Regions from separate parts of the Larimichthys crocea genome. Here region 1 is linked to region 2. A link is a contact called in public Hi-C data. All regions are on one chromosome and are shown on one strand. Each heading gives the region's core, a stretch centred on a gene start, on an enhancer-like site or on the middle of the called end of the contact. The rest is flanking DNA. Distances are from core to core; before and after follow the strand shown. Region 1 holds the start of pitrm1 (pitrilysin metallopeptidase 1). Region 2 holds the start of LOC104929446 (frizzled-8).

The links. A called contact is a pair of places that touch in the nucleus more often than the background predicts.
Region 1: a Hi-C map of muscle shows a contact between it and region 2, with 4 times the contacts expected there. The contact joins the promoter of pitrm1 here to the promoter of LOC104929446 in region 2. A contact is called at or near these places in 2 of 7 Hi-C or Micro-C datasets (both in muscle).

The regions. Positions count from the first base shown.
Region 1 is chrII:3,514,766-3,522,025 of L_crocea_2.0, reverse strand. pitrm1 (pitrilysin metallopeptidase 1) reads right to left here and starts at 3,327. Exons shown (of 27, transcript XM_019267418.2): 1 at 3,090-3,327; 2 at 1,775-1,880; 3 at 1,561-1,667; 4 at 1,330-1,481; 5 at 1,137-1,251; 6 at 941-1,037; 7 at 596-756; 8 at 294-420. The coding sequence starts at 3,136.
Region 2 is chrII:3,122,760-3,130,394 of L_crocea_2.0, reverse strand. LOC104929446 (frizzled-8) reads left to right here and starts at 3,590. Exons shown (of 1, transcript XM_010743966.3): 1 at 3,590-5,865. The coding sequence starts at 3,846. The coding sequence ends at 5,594.

The DNA of each region.
Region 1 (7,260 bases), core at 2,078-4,577, 390 kb before region 2:
ATGCAGTTTGTTCAATAACGCCTCGTCATTCATCACGTGTCCGGCTGGACGCTACAATAGTAACGAGTAACGATTCAGCACATGAAAAATGTATCTGAGTAAAAGTATTAAATTCATCAAAAATATGTAGTGCAGTAAAAGTGGAAGAAAATAATACTCCAAAAAAGTACAGATACTGCATTTTAGTACTTAAGTACAGTACTTAAGTAGTTCCACTTCGTTACTATACATCTCTGATGTTGGAGCAGCTTTGAAATGATGTTACATTGTCCAGGTGTGAATCATGAACTTACGGGGCTGCTCCAGTGTGACTGCGAGGGGACCTCGGTGTTTGGGTCGATGCGGTCGAACCTGGACAGAGCTTCTTCCTCAATCTGCTTCAGATGCTGCTCCAAAGGCAAATCTCCATATGTGAAGAACCTGGAGAGAAAACACGCAACTTCAAATTATACAGACGTGATAAAAAAAAAAAAACTGACATCAGCCTGTTTCAAATGTGAAAGAGTGACAGCAGAACAAAACGCGCTCTTGTTCTTTTGTAGGCTGTCTAAGTGTGTGTGTGTGTGTGTGTGTGTGTGTGTGTGTGTTTCTCTACCTGGCGTTGCTGGGGTGATAATGTGTGGCGTGGAATTGTTTGAGTTGCTCCCAGGTGAGGTCGGGGATGGCGAGAGGCTCTCCCCCTGACACCACAGAGTAGGTGTGGTCTGGATACAGTTTGTTCTGGAGGTGCTGCGCGTACACGCACTCGTTGTCCGACTGCAAGAATAAATAATAATCGTATTGTTTCATTTATTCAGTTCGCTGAGTGAAGGGTTAAAATCTAATCAGAGATTTCCAGGACAACATTGATTATTAGTTTCCATGACTGAGAAACTAGTCTCTAAGTTTCCAGGTTTTTCCAGGATGCATGTGTCAGTGAGCGGGAGAAGTGCTGACTTACAAAAGCTCCCTTCATTTCGTTGAACACCACGCCTTTAAACACCAGAGGGGTGCTGGGATCTGTGGGGGTTTCGTTCTCCAGCCTCCAGCCCTCCTGCCTGGAAAATCAGAAACACACAGAATCAAAGTGAGTAATCCGATTACATCGGTGTGATTTAAAAGTTGAACTGTGGCTGCTTCTAGCACACGTCACTCACCAGAAATCCAGCTCTCGTAAACAAGGGAAGAAGACCGCGTCCAGATAAACCGACAGAAGATTCTGGAAGTCCTTTCCATTCTGGGTTGAGAACGGATACATGGTGTAGTCGCTGGCTGTTCGCGAGGAAACAAACCATCAGACATCAGCTGAAGACAGAACACAAGCACGACCGTTTGCTCTGAGGTCAGTACCTGTGAACGCGTTCATGAAGGTGGACAGGGACCTGTTGAGCATCTTGAAGAAAGGGTCTCTGCAGGGATACTTCTCCGATCCACAGAGCACCGTGTGCTCCAGGATGTGAGGGACCCCCGTGCTGTCCATGGGGGTCGTTCTGAACTGGACGCTGAAAGACACAAACGAGTGTAAGAGCCGAGAACGTGCTGAGATCTGGAATAAAAACAGACACATTTTTAAAAAGTCACCTGAAGAGGTTGTTGGAGTCATCGCGGGCTGCGTGGAGGTACCGAGCTCCGGTTTTGTCATGGGTCAGCTTCACTGCTGTGAGGAACAAGTCGGGGACCGCTACGACCTGGAAGAACAGAACATTCATGTTCAAGCTTTAAATTTAACTGAAGGATTCATTCTTAAATAATAAGCTTATAACATCGCAGCGTTTCAAAGATTTAAATCCCGTACCTCTCTGACTGTGAAGCCGTGGATCTGCTCTCCTGGTTTGTACTGCAGGGCTCGGTCTCTTGCTGAAGTGCTCTTCAGCCTCCATGTGTGCTGCTGTCCACTGAACCTGAAGACAAACGGTTAACAGCACCGAGAACAAGTCACCAGGCTTTGCACAAACAATTCTCCAGCAGAGTACGTGTAAGACTTTCACGAGTTTGTGATGATGCTGAGGCTTTAATTAGAAGTTTCCTCCAGTCTGTGTCACGCTGCAACACAACTCCCATGTTAAAAGATGATAAATAACAAATGTGAGTGCACACGCATTCGCTTTTTTGAAGATACAGTTCCCAGGCAAAGACATTTCATTATAGTATAACTAATTTCTCACTGTTACTTCACTGCTACTTGTGTTTTATTTTTTACTGTTACTGCTTCTATTTAACTGCTACTTATACATGCTGCTTCTATTTAACTGCTACTTATACATGTGTATATATTGTTTAAAACAGGATATTCTATAGGGTATATCGTTAAAGTTTTCACTTACCGTTTGGGAGCTGCGATAACAATAAAAACAATTTCCCTACGGGGATTAATAAAGTATTTCTGATTCTGATTTTTACATAAGTTGAAGTAAAAGATCTAAATCTTCTTCTTCTTCTATGCACACAAAGGGTTTGCCAAGATAATCCGACCACCTGACACAGAATGACCTTCAAATGTGAGTTTTATTTTGAAAAATAAGAATCATCAGGCACTGAACTACAGTATTCTGGTATTATGGTAATCTGCCATGTGCAAAGAAAGAAAGACCTTTACAAATAGAAAACTATATATATTATTTCTTATATAGAAAAATAAGAAACAGACCTACAGATGGAGATCAAACCTCTAAACTGAGGCTGCAGACACTGAATGAAAGTCACAGATTACAGCTGATGTTCAAAGAGTTTGTCAGTTTATTGGTGGAGCATGACTGGGACAGTTTCTCTCGCAGTAATATACAAAGATTAAACTGAATAATAAATAATACAACAGCTCATTTTTAGCTGCACACCTGTCCGGTGGATTTATCAGAATAATAACAAAACCTGAGAGAGGTAAACCTTTACAAAAGTGTTGCATTTCTATTAAAATAAGAGTCGATATGAACTTATATAAACACCAAGGTCAGGGGGGTGTTGTGTCATCTTTGGTTGCATCAGCTCCTTCATGACAAAGCAGCATTCCACCTACCCGGTCACTGAATGACACGGTGACAACACGAAGCAGCACACCTGTGGTGGAGGTGCGTTCACGGACGCTAACTCTGAGCCGTTAGCTTAAAACTCACCGTATGTGTCGAAGTTTCCGGAGCGCCGCCTTCGCCTGTCGAAACATTTCCCGGCTCCGTTGTTGGATTATTAATTAATTAATTAGTGTGTTAACTCCTCGGCGTGTCACGCACGCGCGCTGTCAGTCAAAACTCGTCGGTAAACGGCTCGTGAGCATCTCTAAGCGTGCGTCCTCTCACGCGCCATGTGTAACCGTTGACATCCAGATCAGGTCGCGTGACGCATGCGCAGTAGATCGTAGATCTGGACGCCATTTTGTGCCCGGTTTCACCCATCCGCCTGCTACACTGAGCAACCGCTGAGCCACGCGCACCTACACAACATGCTTGTTTCTGATTGGTCTATCTGGGAGTAAGAGCAGATGTGATTGGCTGTGCGTCACGTTACTAAGGTTACCAAACCGGGGACTGTTTTTTTGAAGGGCAGCGACATAAATGTAAAGTTATTTTACATAAATTCGAGTTTAAAATGAAACTTAATTAATTTTAAACTAAAAATATGACTTTATTTTCCATTATTTTCCCTTTAAATGTAATTCAGTCCATCCTCCGGCAGATGTCGCTGTAACACAACATTTAAATAATCACAAAATCAGTTGGTTGTCATTCAAATGTTCCCAAAGTGGGAAACACATCATCATGATATTATTATTATTATTATTAAAGTGCAACTGAACACTTTTATTGTGAAAGAAAGTGTTAGCAAGCCCGCCACATTTATTATTATTTCAAATTCATATTCCTCCACATTTCCATAAATAAAAACACAGAGTGTGCTTCAGTGTTATTGGCAGCTCGTTTTCTTAAACCATGACAGTGCAAATGTAATTCCCTGTGGATAGAGCTGGAGAAATAAATAAAGGAAGGCTGTTTTTCTCTTCTTTCAGTTCACATTAGTTTCATTATTCAGTCTACAAACGTCTATAGATAGATACTCATGTCCATATATATCTATGTTTATATGTTTATCTATATATATATATATTATATATATATTATATATATATATATATATATATATATATATATATATATATATATATATATATATATATATGACCCGGAGTCAGACACACACCTGGCCAATAAAGCAATTCTGATTATGATTATTGGTGGTTGGTGTTTTTTAATTTGTCGCCGCTTTGTGACTTAATTTCCATTTCCCCTAAGAGTATTCATCATTTGAATATTCCAACTTCAAGTCACTTCTGCATGCTCCTGGCTGGACTGATCTGTTAGGATACCTAAGTGTTAAAGAAAACCTGCCGCGTCCTTATTATCCTCCCATTATTCCCAACTTTTTTTGTCCAATGTGCACCATATATTCCTGTGATAGGATACGGCCTCCCCCTGCTCCAGATTTACTGTGCAGTAACACGATGAAACACAAATTCATTAGGAAATATGCACCCTGGAAAGGAAAATGTCAGCTAAAATAATGTAGGTCTTAAAACTTGATCTTGACACACAGGGGGGCCCCTCTTCAAAACAGACTTTCAAGATCAGGCAATAAAAGCAGGAGCACCTTTAAGGCCTTCATCGTGTCAGTTGATATCCTGCTTTATTGGTTACAAGTAGCACACACTGATTGCTCCGCGGTAAATTTATGTTTTTCTTTTTTGGGAGGGACCCTGGAGAGCTGCGACCACTCTTCGCAGCTGGTGATTCACAGTTTTAACATTTTAGATGTCTCTGTCATCTTTCATTTTACACACTGCCTCACATTTTAGCCTGATATGTTTGGTGTTTGGGATATCAACATGCATGCAAAGCTGCACGTTTTGCAAGCCACGAGTCCGGCAGGGTGTAAAACTGCTATGAACTCACCTGAAATCAGGAGGTGCTGTGTCTTTTTTCAAGACTAATTATGTCGTAGTAAGTCAACAAGGCGGTTTCAATTCAAGGAAGGAGAAATGCAGCTTTCTTCAAGGATCACCGTGAAGCAAACTCAAGACACTCAGGAATTGAGTCAAGATGATGCTCAGGTGAATCCTCTGCATCTCTAGTCTGCTGGCATCCATGCTCTCCAGGCTATTAAGAGCAGCAAGCATGTGAGAAACACTGTGTAAATAAAACAGCAGATATCATAAAGGTAGTGTACAGTTTATATAAACCCACAACAGAGCACCGCAGACTCACAGTGAGATCCTATGGGATTAGAATAGGCACAGTGTAGTTAGTTCTCATTCCAGCACCAATGCAAAACTTATTTCTTCCCCGCTCTGCTTGTACTGACAGCAACAGCAGACTGCCTCATCCTTTTTTTTTTTTGAATATCTTTTGAGGCACCCACGGTCATCCCTTGTGTTTCCACTGACAGCATGTGGGAGATTTTCCAGTAGCATGAATAGGAGGCCTTGGTGAGGAGGCAGGAGGTTTTTCTTTTTTCTTTTTTTTGACAGAGCAGGAGCGTCCTCCAACATGGTAGCTGGTTCCAGTCTGCCAACTGCATGTTCATTATCAGCGAAGAACCTTGATGACGTGTTATCGGAATTTATCTAGTTTCAAGGATGTTTCTAAAGTCAGATCTTTCGTGATTTCACATTATGCTACGTGCAAACCACACATCTTCAATCTACAGGAGGTGAGCAGCGTGCATCGTGCCTCGTTAATTTGATGTGCTCCCCGTTGAGGCGGGACACAGAATGATCAATCAAAAGTATAATGTTATGTGATTTCAAAGAAATAAAAAACTCCTTTTATCTTTGCAAGGAGAGGACCGCTTCTTCCGGACATAAAAACATATGCATATGCAGACATATTTCAGCACAGGATTATATTATGGTGTGGGAAAAAATTAGCAAACAACTTTAAAAAGTCAGTTTTTCATTTCATGCTGACTTTAAGGTCAACTGGAGGATTACATATGCCTCTATGAAGGTTGAACGAACTCTACATCCCTCTAGTCTTAAAGCCCTTATTTGAATAAAGTAATAAACACATGCCGGTCGAGCCATAAACACGGCTTTTTATTTTTATTTTTATGTGTGTATGTTCCTTAAAAGATGCGACAACCCAGCACACAAATCCTCAAATGTAAAGCAAATATAATGTCTGAGAGATTCACCCCCTCTGCGTGCTATATGTTGTGTTGTTTGCGGATGTGAGCGGTGTGTTGGTGTCGATGTGCTCTTTCTTCCAGGTAATCCGCAGGATTTCATAAAGGTCTGGACTGTCCAGACGCTGGTTCATCCAGGCTTAAGCTATCCATCAGTGTCAGATGGAAAACAAAACCCCGTGGCTTCTCACGCTCTTCCTCACTTCTGTCTTTTACAGCTTTTGTTATCCGGCGACAGTTTGCTGAGGACGGATGTTTCTTCCCCCAGCAGCACCTTTCTACATATTCTTACTGCTGCATGGTCCCAGGCTGTTTTTCAAGGCTTTATAGTTCAAGAAGGGTAAAACTTATGCAGCGTATACTGATCTGTTTTAATGTGACAATGCTCCTGTGCTCATGCCTAAAGAAGGCTCATGCCTTCTACAGCAGCCCAGAGCGGACAAACTCAACACTGGCTCACTTTTTTTAAGAAAGGAGAGGTTGCAATGAGCAACTACAAAACTACATTCCACACTCTGGTCCTTTAAACTCCAAATATAAATCTAATTTCACCAGAGAGGACCACACCACCAGCAAGATCTGTTTAAATAATGTATTAACAAAACAAAAAGATTGCAAACTCTTGTACTTCTTCTGTCCTTTGCTGCATTGAGGCGCACCCAGGCGCAATGGACCCCCTTTAGGACTCTACGGAGAGGAGGAAGAAATAGGAGAAAGTAATGTGGTGGGCTGGATGGGTGCAGAACATGAGAGCGAAAGAGGAGGACAGGAGGTTAGGAGGGTATTTATAGGAATGTAGGAAGCGGCGCGGTTGAGGTGTGGTTCTGCTCCTGAAAGTCGGCTGGACAGCTTCGATTAAAAATGTTTCCATTTGGGCATCTTGGACATTCATAGCCACGTTGAAAGATATGAATGTACCAGTAACTGCCTGCTGATATAATAGTTATTCTCGGTGCTTTATCATGGAAATAATCCACATTTCTGTATGTTTCATAGGTCCTGCAGTATCCACATTCGATGCATGCTACCACAATCCTGCACGGTGGCATTTTGGCTCGCTCTGGTCAGCCACTCGCCATATCAGAGCTAAGGTTTATCACCTCGCCGTGCCTT
Region 2 (7,635 bases), core at 2,341-4,840:
TCAACTCAAATTTAGCACATTGTGTTATAGGAAGGATAGTAGAGTTTGAGAGTATCACAAGGCCAAACTTCCCATGAGGAGGTTACAAAGACAAACATTTCAGAGTTTCACAGCACGCCTCAGTAACTCTGTGAGAACTCCCCCCCTCCCTCGCCTCTTTCTTTGGCGTCATGAACTTTGAGAGCCCTGGGAGAATCGAGGGGGGGAAAAAGGAGAGAGGCAAGACGGGGAGGTTAGATAGAGGAGTGGTAGGGTGGGCAGCCCGGAGAATGCAGAAATTGACTTCTAAACAGATGCAGTAATTCCATTTCCACCCCTTTAAATTTGGTATGCAGGGGGCCAGCATGTAACCCTAAACCCACTATCGCTGTTGCACACAGAAGGCGGGAGGCGTAGTCGACAGTTGGTGGCTGGGGCCGCCGAGTCTATCAGCCTTGTTAATCAATACGGGTTCCACTCTGATAGACAGCGATTGGTGTAACCGATGCTCAGGCTGCTATTCTGTCCGCCGCGGTGGGAGGAGGGAGGCACCTGTTTCCTACGACTTTCACCTGCGGTTCACAGCTCGGCTGGAGACGGCTGGGCCCGGCGTGAGGCATCTGGATCAGCCCCCAGAAAAAGTCTCTGCACCAACACGGGAATGTCTGAGGAGTCTCATTCCATCATGAGAAAAATGCTCCACCTGTTCTGACTAAATGATAGCCGGTATGAAAGTAAAACTAAACTATCCGGAATCCTAAAGCTGCACAAAAAAACAACCAGAATCACAAATGAATATCCGATATTCACTAAGAAAATACTGTAAAAACAGACGCTTTGTGCAAATGATATTCTAGTCACATTGGTGACATTACAGAGCAGAAATTCTACCCTGGTGCTGTGAGTGAAAAGATGAAACCCTATGCTAAACTATCAGTCAGTTCCTACGCTACAGCCAGAAAGTGAAGTACACACACTGGATTCAGCTGGAGGTCTTGAAAGATGGTTTGGAGGGTTGTTAGTCATCCAAAAGTTTGGCAGGTCGATAATGAAGGCTGCCTCTTTGTCTGGAAAGTTCTCAGTCTGAACACTTAGAAGAATCGACTGTAAGCGCAGATGTACACTTCTGTGTTTAGATTGGTTACTGCATACTTGTGCATGTTCTTGTGAAGGGATAACTGTTTCTGTATCTGAACCACAGACTGTATTAAACGTGGACGTAGCATCTGTGACGTCACCCACAATGTGGCGGCTCCTGCTGTCGTTATTTTGGCCTCCGCCGACTGCCCGCTGATCCAAAACGACATGCAGTTGTCATGAACGGGGAGATTAGATATAGAGACCAAAACCGCATTTTGTACCAGGCTGTAAACATGTATTTTTGGGGGCATTTTAACATGGAGACCTCGTTCTGTAGCCAGCCTCAAGTGGCCGTCTGAGGAACAGCAGTTTTGGCACGTCTGCCTTGGCTTTACATCAGTGTGGTGGATATCATTAGCTTATTGTTTTTGATTGTGTCGTCTGACATTTCTTGGGAACTGTTTGCCAAATAGGAGCGACTGTTACAGGAAAGTATCTTTGAAACTCACTCGGCACCCTCACAATTATCTTTTCACAACACGACCCGCTCAGCTGGAACCCCCAAACTGAAAAAAACAAAAAAAACGTGCATCCCGTCTGCCAAACTGTCTCCATCTGAAGCTGATGAACCCAATAAGAAGTGTGAATGACTTTAATTAGTGTTATCACAATGCCGTATCTGCCCGTGTTGGCCTTTTTTCTTTAGAATGAGCTCTGAAACAGTTTACACACACACACACACACACACATTGTTTGTTGGGCCCAGTGGTGCGTCGCAGTAATCACTGGCCCAGCATGCTCTGAGTAAAACATTGGCACCAGCGTTAAGACAAATAGCTGCCGCCTCCTCCTCCTCCTCCTCCTCCTCCTCCTCCCTCCCTTTAGACCAAGACGGCCCCCCGCTGTGGGCTAACAAGAACACATTAACCTCCCTTACCACACACACAACGCACATTCTCCCTCCGTTTCTTTTTTCCTGCACGCAACCAGACGTGCAGACATACTCTCTCTCAAACCGTCACACGCATCCAAACTCGAGGAGGCCGCAATTTCACGCGTTGTCAGACTCGCAGTGGATGGCCACTTGCCGATTTAATGATTGATCGATTGGCTTTTTCATAAACTTTGCAGCAGCCAAGTGACTCATCTGAAGGGCTGGAAATCTTTCTGTCCACCTGCTTTTAACATTTTTTTTCTTCCTCATGACACTTGATGAAAATTGAGTATGATAGAAGTGAAAGTGAAAAGAGAAAATAATCAAAGAATTGGACTTTAAACCCAAGAAAATGACTCTCTGTATGAATCGGTTTTCCATAACTGCTCGTCTTTATCAGGGCTGGACTCCCAGCTGACACTGGGGCAAGAGGCAGGATCCCTGTACAAGTCACAACCAGTTCAGTGCAGTGAGGCAACCATTCACACTCACATTCACACCTATTCTCACCAATGAATCTATTAACCTGCATTTCTTTGAACTGTGGGACGAAGATGAAGTCTTCAGAGATTTCATAGGTGAAATTCTGAATCCTTTGAACTCTCTGACCCGGATGTTTATTCCATTGGACGAACCATCAGAAGTGAGAAGTGGGAAATGAAACATGAAACAACGACTGGTAGTGATGAATGATTTTCAAAGTAAAAGTTTTAAAGTTCAAACAAACTACAAACACAACCTGAGATTAATAAACGTGATCAATCATTACATGAAGTTTCCATTTTAAAGGAGCTGATGAAGTCTTGCTTGTGTTTCTTTTTTTCATTTGATGCGTGATGATGTTATTTATCGCAGTTTTGTTTAAAGCGTTGTGCCTCCTCATGCTGAACTTTAACACTTTGTAACATTTACTTACTTTAAGAGTTTGGACGTATTTTTACACACTGTTGTAGGAAGGATAACAGAGTTTTTGAAAGTTTCACAAGGCCAAACTTTCCATGCAATGGGTCAGCTGGTGAATTAACCACAGAGAGAGTCAGTTAGGTTTAATAAAGAGTTCTGATGGACTCATGTTCTTGAAACAGTCTAACACAGACTCATATCTAACTTGGAATGATTGATTGTTAATGAAAATGTCTCAATAGTTTCTTCACGATAGAGTTGTAGTGATGTGGAGCTAAATAAAGAGTTTGATCTCCAGCCACTAAGATGAGTAATGAGTTCATTTCAGCATCATTGCATTTAAGTTTTGCATGAGTGCTGCCGTGATGCATTCAGGCACATCCAAATAAGTTAGACTTATGTTAGTTTACTCCCCACTGTCTCTTTCCCTAATTACATTTCTTCCTGATGTCTCTATTGTATTAAAACACCCACCTCGCCTTGTTTGTAAAGGGCAGAGTGTGTGTGTGTGTGTGTGTGTGTGTGTGTGTGTGTGTGTTGGGGGGGGGCAAACAGAGACAAAGTGATTATAACCCTTCCTCCAGGGTGAACATTTTAAACAAACACCTATAGAAGGAACCCCTGATTGACTTATTCTCCCTCCCCGCCCATGCAGGGGGAGTGTCCTCGCTCCTCCCGTATAAAACCCAAACGCACCCACCAGCTGTAGAGCATGCAGAGAGACACACACGGTGCAACACCGACACAAAGGGAGAGAGAGGAGACTCAGTGTAGACCCCTGTGTGACAGTAAAACGCCTGGATCTTACAGACACTGCGAAGCATCACACACTGTCTGCGCTCTAGCATGAGTTCAGCAGCATCTCTGGATTAATCGGACCTACAGCCTACTTGCAGAAAGCAAGTTCGCTGGCACTTTGTCGAGGACGAGACGCGCACTGAGAACAACGATGGAGAGGAGCATCCCGGGATGGCGCGTACTGCTGCTCGCCTTCGTCCTGCACGGAACGGGCTGCATGGCGGCCAAGGAGCTCCAGTGCCAGGAGATCTCCGTGCCTCTGTGCAAAGGAATCGGTTACAATTACACCTACATGCCCAACCAGTTCAACCACGACACGCAGGACGAAGCCGGCCTGGAGGTGCACCAGTTTTGGCCGCTGGTGGAGATAAAGTGCTCCCCGGATTTGCGCTTCTTCCTCTGCAGCATGTACACGCCGATCTGCCTGGAGGACTACAAGAAGCCTCTGCCGCCGTGCAGGAGCGTGTGTGAGAGAGCCAAAGCTGGCTGCGCTCCGCTCATGAGACAGTACGGCTTCCCGTGGCCAGACCGGATGAGGTGCGACCTGCTGCCCGAGCAAGGCAACCAGGACACGCTGTGCATGGACTACAACAGGAGCCAGACCACCACTGCTTCTCCCGTGGTGGCCAAGCCGACCAACCGGCCCGTGAAGCCGTACAACCCCAGGAAGAATCACAGCTACGGTCGGGGCATACCGGGGAAACCCAAACCGGCAGCGTCCCAGTGTGAGCAGGGATGCTTCTGCCGCGCGCCCATGGTGCCAGTGACCAGCGACAGCCACCCGCTGCACAACCGCGTCAAGACGGGACAGATCATGAACTGCGCCATGCCGTGCCACAACCCTTACTTCACCCAGGAAGAGAGGACTTTCACCGCCTTCTGGATCGGCCTGTGGTCCGTCCTGTGTTTCATCTCCACTTTCGCAACTGTGGCGACTTTTCTAATAGACATGGAGAGGTTTAAGTACCCAGAGCGCCCCATCATCTTCCTCTCCGCCTGCTACATGTTTGTGTCCATCGGATACATCGTCAGACTGATCGCCGGACACGAGGAAGTGGCCTGCAACAGGGAAAACGGCGCCGAACACATCCACTACGAGACCACCGGTCCCGCGCTCTGCACCATCGTTTTCCTGCTCATCTACTTCTTCGGCATGGCCAGCTCGATCTGGTGGGTGATTCTGTCCCTCACTTGGTTTCTCGCGGCTGGTATGAAGTGGGGGAACGAGGCCATCGCCAGTTACGCACAGTATTTTCATCTGGCCGCCTGGCTCATCCCCAGCATGAAATCCATCGCGGTTTTGGCTCTGAGCTCTGTGGACGGAGACTCTGTGGCTGGGATTTGCTACGTAGGCAACCAGAATTTGGATAACCTGCGGGGTTTTGTGTTGGCACCGCTGGTTATCTACCTGTTCATCGGCACCATGTTTCTGCTGGCCGGGTTCGTCTCGCTGTTCAGGATCAGGAGTGTTATTAAGCAAGGTGGCACCAAGACTGACAAACTGGAGAGGCTGATGATCCGGATAGGGGTTTTCACAGTTTTATACACGGTGCCAGCCACTGTCATAGTGGCGTGTTACTTTTACGAGCAGCACAACAGACAGACGTGGGAAATTACGCACAATTGTACGTGCTTGACGGACCCGAACAGGCAGAGACCAGACTATGCTGTGTTCATGTTGAAATACTTTATGTGCCTCCTGGTGGGAATCACTTCAGGAGCCTGGATCTGGTCCGGGAAAACCTTGGACTCCTGGAGGACTTTTTGCACGCGGTGCTGCTGGGGGAGTAAAGCCTCCGCGGGCTCCATGTACAGTGACGTGAGCACGGGACTGACCTGGAGGTCCGGGACGGCCAGCTCCGTCTCCTGCCCCAAACAGATGCCACTGTCCCGGGTTTGAATGATCCGCTCAGATGCATCTTATGTCATTTGACACTAAAGACTTTAAAAACCAGCGCATATGAGCTCTTGGAAGTGGCGTAAAGACTGATTATAAATGTTTGTTCATTTGGTTAATGATTCAAGGTGAGTCACCAAACTGCCGGCACTCCCCTAATGTGAACTTTTTTTGAATTTGTGGTCATGTCTGCTTCGAAAAGTTTGGACTTAAACTAAATGGAAAGTGCTCCTTCCTTGCCTTATCCAGATGACGTCCACGGGGTTTGAATAGAAGGGGGTTGGGTATGGGGAAGGGTGGGTGGTGTGTGGGTGGGTTGGGGAGGGGGGGTAATTGTGTTGGGATTGTCCATCAGCGTGTTGTAATTAGCACATTAATGAGCGCCTAATGGCTTCTCTTTAAATAATGAGGCTGTCAGCAGCAGAACAATGTACCTGGCACGAAGAATGCAGTCTTATCGGAGCTTAATTGAATGCGTAAAGCTGACAAGATCCCCCTTGTCGATAGGTTACACGGTATAGCTGAGGCTCCTCTCCTACTTCTTTTACTGTAAAGAACCGCTGTGTCTTAAACAGAAGATTCACAATGAGACTGCTCTGCTTGAATTTTTTTTTTTTACCCCTCCACATGATGGATTTCCATTAATCAATGCCTTAATACTGTCTCATACGGGTTGCATTAGCGCGTAAAAAGTGTATTTATATAATTATTTGTGTACATACATTGTACATTTTGTATATGAAAATTTACGAGATTGTAAATATGTATAATTTCCACTTTGATAGAAGATTTTATTTTGTAAAAATAAAAAAAAACAACTTTTATTGAAATCTTTCCTCGTGCGTCCTGGTCATTCACGCCAAAGAAACAAAACCAAACTTCTGTTGTGAGTTTGGACACTTGGTCACATGGTTTTGAAGCTGTAATGTGGACTGATGCTCTGTATTGAACTCAGAGTGTCCTCTGGGGCCACGTTAGATTTGTAAGCTTTGTTAAACCTCGCTGCTTTTTGCAGGTCCACATGCTGTGAGACGCAGGGGACAAAATCGGCATGGCAATAGGGGCCCTACAGGTGGTCCTCTCAGTTTGATACCACCCCCTGTGCGTTTAGGCTTGTTATTAACTCCTGACTTTTGTCCTCTGTTGAACCCCTGATCCGGACTAAATATATCACCTCATCCTATTTTACATTTTTAGAAGTCAATTCACTTGAACCAGCTGCTGATCCAGGGCTAGTAAAGGTTCTTTTTGTTCAAGTAAATCGGAAAACATCTGACAGCGATGGTAGATTTAGAACAAATCCATGCATGGCACTGGATGCTTTTGGCTACAGTTGAAGTGAGCCGTTCAGGTCACTCTTTAAAATGCGCATCTTTATATGCAGCGCTGCCCTAAGGCTTCTAATTAAGATGTCAGTGAGTGAGGAGCAGACTCTCTGTCGTGCGTAAAGGTAATTAGGGCCGTGCAGTGTGTGGTCCGTGTCTCTATCATCACTAAAGACTGGTTCAGGAAATGGTAAAAGTCTCGTGCGTAATGGCTGCATGGTTTATTTTTTTCCTCTTGAGAAAATACTGCTGCTGCTCAGATGCTGAGAGTATTTCTCTGAGTCATTCATAAACTTACATGACATGAATGATGCGCCTGGAGAAGATTCACGACTCCAACTAGTGTGAAAGTGTTAGTTAAGTTGTGTACTGCTGCCACCGTGTGGTCAAAGTGTTAAATGCTGATAGCCACGAGTAAAACTGTTGATTCAGCAGATACAAAGTGTTTAATGCAGCATTCAGTCTTAACCAACCAGAGTGGCTTGTTTCTGAATCAAGTTTATGTTGACAACCTCTCAAAGCTTCTTTAAATGTATTTTAGACACTCTTGAAGCTACATGTGGAATATTCCACTCCAAGACTTGATGTTTCTATGGCTGCACTGATAAATCCAACTGAAATATTCTAGATATCTTCCAAAATATCCCAAATGCCTGACATATCATCACCTCTGTCAGTCATTTCGAGGGAGAGAGACAAAGAGTTCCTCGTGTGCTCGA